Regions from separate parts of the Anas platyrhynchos genome. Here region 1 is linked to region 2. Evidence: chromatin contacts called from public Hi-C data. All regions are on one chromosome and are shown on one strand. The core of a region is the stretch at or near the end of the contact, and the rest is flanking DNA. Distances in the headings are between cores, read along the strand shown.

Evidence for each region. Hi-C and Micro-C count contacts between places; a contact is called where the count stands out from the background.
Region 1: a contact with region 2 is called in a Hi-C map of F1 follicle, with 2.2 times the contacts expected there. The contact joins the promoter of PAWR here to the enhancer-like site in region 2. A contact is called at or near these places in 4 of 8 Hi-C or Micro-C datasets (F1 follicle, F5 follicle, skeletal muscle and 1 more).

What each region holds. Positions count from the first base shown.
Region 1 is chr1:41,794,686-41,797,880 of IASCAAS_PekinDuck_T2T, forward strand. It overlaps PAWR (pro-apoptotic WT1 regulator), which reads right to left and starts at 1,515. Exons shown (of 7, transcript XM_038171677.2): 1 at 1,367-1,515; 2 at 512-1,176. The coding sequence starts at 1,021.
Region 2 is chr1:41,705,641-41,708,669 of IASCAAS_PekinDuck_T2T, forward strand. No RefSeq gene overlaps it. Among named protein-coding and RNA genes, the nearest start is that of PAWR, 89 kb to the right of the region's middle. Within about 2 kb of position 1,526, at least 4 of the 8 cell types and tissues checked have an H3K27ac peak or open chromatin away from gene starts, as enhancers often do. A contact at or near this core is called in F1 follicle, where this site is marked.

The DNA.
Region 1 (3,195 bases), core at 265-2,764, 89 kb after region 2:
AGCATTAATGAAAAATTGGAGAGTAAAACACAGCTTTGTTTAAAGTTTCCTGTGGCCTTTCTTATTAACTGAAAAAAAAAAAAAAGGGAAAAGCTAAAGACTTAGTTATCATTCTTCTGAATTCCTCTAGGAGTATTATAAATCAATGCCAGATTTTTATACTAGTAGCAAACCACAGAGGACAGTGGTGTTGGCTGATAAAAATATCTTCCTCTGCCTTCAAGAAAAAAAAAAAAGAATGCTCTTTCAACCACCACATTTTTTCCAGCGCAGGAAATTCTTTCGGGCTCCAAACCGAGCGCTGTTTACACCTGAACATCTAACTCAGCGCCCGCCAACCCGCTTTCCCCCGCTCTGACGGCGCTGTCAGAAGGCACCCGGCTCCCTCCGGACCTGCAGCGGCCCCGGCAGCGGCTCACGGAGGAGCCGCGGGGCAGGGACGAGGGGAGGGGACCGGGAGCGGGACCGGGACCGGGGCCGGCCGCGTGTGCTCGGCGGGCCCCGCGCTCACCTCGGCGGCCGGGATGTTCACCACACCTGTCGACCTGCGCTTCTCCCGCAGCTTCCTCTTCTCGATCTGCCCCTTCCCCTTCCTGGCGCTGGGCCCCGAGCCCGAGCCCTTGCCCTTGCCCGCCGGCTTCTCCTCGCCCTCGGGGGAGCCCGGCACGGGGCTGGAGGCGGCGGCGGGCTCAGCGCCCCGGCCCCCGGCGAGGCCCTGAGGCGGCGGCGGCGGCGGCGGCTCCTTGGCGGGGGGGGCCCGGCCGAGGCTCAGGCAGTTGAGGGCCCCGCCGGCGGGGGGCGCCGGGCGGTCCGGCGGGGCGGCGGGGGGCAGGCAGCTGCCGCCGCCTCCGCCGGGCTCTGCCGGGGCGGCGGCGACCCCCGTGGGTCTGGGCTCGCTCACGGCGGCCGCCCCCGGTGGCGGCGGCGCCTGCTTGGCCCGCATCTTCTCGCGCTTGGCTTTCCACTCCTCCAGAAAGTCCGTGGTGCTGCCCCCGGCGCCCCGGTAGCCGCCGGTCGCCATGTTCCCGGCGGGGTCGGCTGGGCTCGGCTCAGCGGTGGTGGCGGTGGCGGCAGCGCCCCGGCAGCAGCACCTCCGCCGCCGCCCGCCGACGAGAGGGGCCCGGCGGGGCGGGCGAGATGGGGGCGGGGAGGGAGGCTCGGCGGACGGCGAACACCCTGCGGGGAACAAAAGGGGGGCCGTCAGGCGTCCCGCTGCCAGCCCAGCCCGTCCTCGCCCTGCCCCCCGCCCCCCCGGACCCTCCTCGCCCTCCGCCGGCCCCGACGCCCTCCCTGCCGGCAGCGGAGCCGCCCGGCGCTCACCTCCCTCCCTCCCTCCCTGCCGCCCGGCGGGGCCGCGGCTCCGTGCCTCGCTCGGTGCCTCGCTCGCTGCCGGCCCCAGGTGAGCGGCACCGCCTCCCGCCGGCCCGGAAGGCGCGGCCCCGGGGCGGCCCCGGCTCCCCCTTCCCTTCCCCTCCCCTCGGCCACAGCCCGGGCAGCGCAGGGCAGGGCCGGGCCGGGAGCTGCCGCTACGGCACCCGCGGGGCGCCGGCACCTGCCCGGGGCTCCCCCGGGGCTGCGGCCGTCGGGCCGGGGCTGTGCCTGGGAGGCGCCGCTGCCGCCGTGCGAGCGCTTCGCCCAGCCTCGTGCACCGGGCAGGTCCGCGGCAAGGTGCAGAGCCGGCAGCACGTCTCTTTTATTTTTCTTTTTTTGTGGCTGATGTGTAATGCTGAGCCCGGCCGTGCGGTTAATAAAAGTCCTTCACGAGTTTGGAGCGTGAACTTTTGGAAACGCTTTTGGTTTCTTTTTTGCAGCAACGGTACGGATGCTGTGAATGCCGGTTAAAAAGTCCTGGCGAAACGGGGCTCCAGATGGCTGCGGGAGGCTGCCCGTGCCCCACAGCACGCATACAGCAGGCTGCTCCGTCCTGCCTGAGCCTCGCAGCGCTGCGGTGGTGGGCACTGCCTCGGGGAATCGCTCACCCTGACACTCACTCACTCACTCCCCCAGTGGCTGAGGCTGGCAGGGCCTCTGGAGCCCACCAAGCCCAAGCCCTGTCCCAGCAGGGCCACCCAGCGCAGGCTGCCCAGGGCCACGTCCAGGTGGCTTTGGAAGATCTCCAAGGAGGAGACTCCGCAGCCTCTCCGGGCAGCCTGTGCCACTGCTCCGTCAACCACACAGAAAAGACGTGCTGCCTGGTGTTCAGAGGGAACCTCGGTGTCTCACCCCTCCAGCCATCAGTGCCTGGCTGGTGATCATTCATCCACTCAGACATTTCACTTAGCTCTATCAGATTTTTGCTCTGGTTCGGGCTTAGGGCTTTTAGTGGGGAGGCAGTTGATTTTGAAGGAGTTTATGTGTCTGTGTAGGTAGAAGTTCAGACATCTGCATCCCCAGCGCAGATGAAACCTCTCATCTTTCAGGTAACAGTAAAGCCCGAAACAAAACAGGTTAATGGTTCCGTGTTATGCTGGAAAGCTGTCAATAGGCACAAGAGTAGATGTTGAAAATACAGGTCTATACTAGCTCTACTTAATGCTAAAAAATTATTGATGTTGATTATATTTCTATTTGCCAATCAAGCATTTAATGAAGCGTTGACTTAATGTTGACTCAATTAGCTCTCGCCTCAAAAAACACATTCTTACCTTCACGTTCATCTAAAGAGTTTTGTTAGAAAGCTATTGAGCTGTGTTTTAGAAAACACAATTTAGAAAAATGATCCTTAGTGTGAATTCTTGCCTGCAAAGTACTTTTCCCATTCTGTCAGACTCTTCCTCTTACAGACTCTTCCTCTTACATGAAGGAGAGCTGTCCTTGAGACAAACACCAGTGTTTCGCTCCTTGACATTGCCCCCCATGAGCAGCCCATCTGGCTAAAAATGTGTAAAAATCATGTAACAAAGTAATTGTTTGTAATACTTCATGTATATGGAGAAACACTGTGATGTATTTCAGTTTGAGGGTTCCCTCTGCTCCCAGTCACCCAGGTCTTCCTGCAAGGCTTGGGCAGCATCTTACCTGCCCACATATCCCGTGGGTTGAGCACTGCAGCTGGGCTTTAGCTGCATCTGCCATTGCTGTTAGATTTATTGCTTCTATCTTCTATAAAAAACATTGGCGCTTTTTTTTTGTTGTTGTTTTGTTTTTTTCAGTGCCAAAAATGGCTTTGTGTTCCCTATGGTCTGTTATATATTA
Region 2 (3,029 bases), core at 276-2,775:
GAGGATAAACTACACATAACTTGAGTTTGACACAATCACACACCCATATCTACACCATGCCAAACCAGCCTTGAATTACTTAAAACCTCTACTCGTCTACTGACCTGGAGTACTGGAATTTTTAATGGAGCTAATAAACTAACACTGCAGGTCAAGAGAAGAATGTTGAAAATGGGAGACAGTAAACAGACTGGCCAAGAGACGTGACTTCATCAAAACTCTGGCTCTTGTGGAATTTAAAGGCTCAGAGAGCAGCACTTTGTGTCATTGTACACCTTCAGGGCTCTGCTTATAAGCAGTAGGTAAAACCGTTGAACTTTATTTTATGGAATATACTCCATAAAACTGAATTACATTAAAGCGTTCTGTATGAGAGGGAAGGCAGACTGAATTTTTATTCCCCTTTGAATTAAATTGGCATGTGACTCATCATCTGGGCAAAACAATGTAAGCCCCACCTCTTCCTTATGAGAAAAATTTCCAATGTCCTTTAATTAAAAAGCAGTCTTCTACCTTTTCATGAAGGCAGTAGGCTCCTTTGAGTTTTCTTCTGTTGTTTTGTTTTGCTATTCTCTCTTTTTACATAGCCTTTGTAGTTCTGTATGTCTGATGTTAAAATTAGAGTAGCTCTTACACCTGAAAAAATACAGATGAGATACAGGACACATGTTCCTAAACAGCAATACCAACAGACATTGCAATATATGCAATACAAAAGGAAGTAATACTTAGCTTTCCTAGACCTATGGACACCACATAGAAGTTTTCTTTCAGGATATTTTGGTTTCTTCAGGCCTTGTTAAATGATCTGGCCTCCAGCTAAAGAAGTCTTTCTTTGCCATTTCAGAACAACGGCTCAAATGGGAAACATCAATACAAATAGAGCTGGGCATTTGGATCTCATCAAGTGCTTTGGTCTCTTACCATGTAAAGTCCTTCACAAGTCCTTCACACTCAGTAAACAGCTCCCTTTTTATCTTACCTTGTACCAAGGGCAGTCAGTTTTTTGTTGAATCCCTTTTCCCTTGCTTAGGGACAGGGCTTCTAATACACAACCCCATTTAGATACATCCCTTTCAGCCCCAGAGGAGTTGGAAGTGTGGGACCTTGAATGTGGGCAGCAGTTTGCCACAAGTTTTCTTCTTTCCCCTTGTCCAGGCCTCTGTTCTGACTCATTCAGGAAGTTCTCAGCCTGCTTGTTTGCATCTTTCTGAAAAAGAGCATTGCTGAAATGGCTTGTGATTTCATTCCCAAGCAGGCTGCTTCCCATACTATAATTCTTTGATCCTAGCCTTTCCAGAAGGCCTTTTTCATAAAATTATCAGCACGTCACCCAGCAGTACTTCTACCTTGAGTAAGGTGCCAAGAACCTTGGCAGCCTCAGCCCTCATGCAACCCTACCCAAGCTGGTCTGGAAGAGCATGCAGGCAAGGTCTCTAAGAAGCAGCTGACTCCAGCAAACGGCCAATCAAAAGGGCTTGAGTGAGATATCTAAGTATTTCTGTCTAAAGAGTAACTAGGCTAATGAAAGCAAAAATGCTGATAGAGGATGGAATTCATATCACCAGTTGCACATAAGCTAGTGTGTATATATTCCAGTAATAGACTGGACAGAGATTTCCTAGCAGCAAGTCAAAGAGCAAGGGAGAGAGGGTTATTAGAAAGGGACTATTATTAATTGTGCAAAGAGGTCAGTGTTTCAACCAGAGTTTGAGTGATTTAGACAGCCTGTGGTCAAGCAAGCAATGGGGTTTCTTTCTCCCCCACTCCTTAGCACTGCATCAAGCCTGATCCCTCCTGAGAGCTGGCGTCCTTCTCCAGTCATCATGCTGCAGAAGTAGATTTCATAAACAACTTAATACCAGTGGTTTCCCAACTATGGGCCACAAATCACATGTCCTTGATCTACAGAAAGCTGGCTAGTTCTGTCAAGCTGACTTTACTCATTTCTCTTAGGAAGAGAAAAAACAAATGAGAAAAAAATGTACTAAAGAAAAAAATGGATTGCACAGTTATATCTGTATTATATTAACACAAAAGGAAAGAAAACGTTATAGAGATGAGCTAGAAACACAGATGTTTTCCTACTGCTGCTTTTCCATGTAGGCATTTTTTGTAATTGCTACAGAACTAGAAATACAACCCTGAACAGATCCTCTCCTTAACATGAGTGTACTTGGGAGGAAACTTGGGAATTAGTTTTTGTTCTTGTACAATGAAATTACTTGTGGTAAGACTACCCTTGTCCTGCCTCTCTGGTACACAGCTCTCACAAGGGGACTCCGTGGTGACAAGGGAAAGTACATGGAGAATAATTAATCTTGTATTGCATTTGGTTTTAATTCCTAATTTAGGAATGTATTAAAAACTGATTTCAGAATGGCTATCCTAAGTTCTGGGCATGCTTTCCAAAATACCCAACTCTCCAATAACACTAAAACCCATTAAATCACAGTCTTAGCAATGATCAACAAATCCACCTCTCTCCTTCTCACAAATGACAATTTCAAATGTTTTTCCTACCATTTACCCTAATTGGAAGAAAGGGAAAGGAATAAGAAGTGTTTACAGTGTCTAGATAGCTAAAACATTTGTTCTCTTGAATACTAAACATGAATTACAAAATAAAGAAAAATCCAGAGCTGAGAAGATCTTGTGGAAAACCTTAAGGCAGATCTCTCCCCTTTATCAATCAATCAAACAAAAACCCGTCTTTAAAATCTGAATCTTCCTTCAGCAGAGGAGAGAGATACAAACAGTAAACTCAGCTTCCTTCAGATGTACTTGGCCCTATGAATGAGACCATGGAATTTCTCCTTCCTTTTAAAAGATCCCTTCAAAGGACCAGACACCACCCAGTTTTTAAACATGTAGAAAACACTTCATGCTAATATCATCCTGTGCTATTCTTTAGTTTCCCTCACAGACTGGATAACCCTACTCTCCCTTTGGCTGTGATTGAAAGGAGCAGATTGTTAATGCTGGTGTATACGGTTTGCAGGGCTCTGTCCTTACTGCTGCTACCTGTT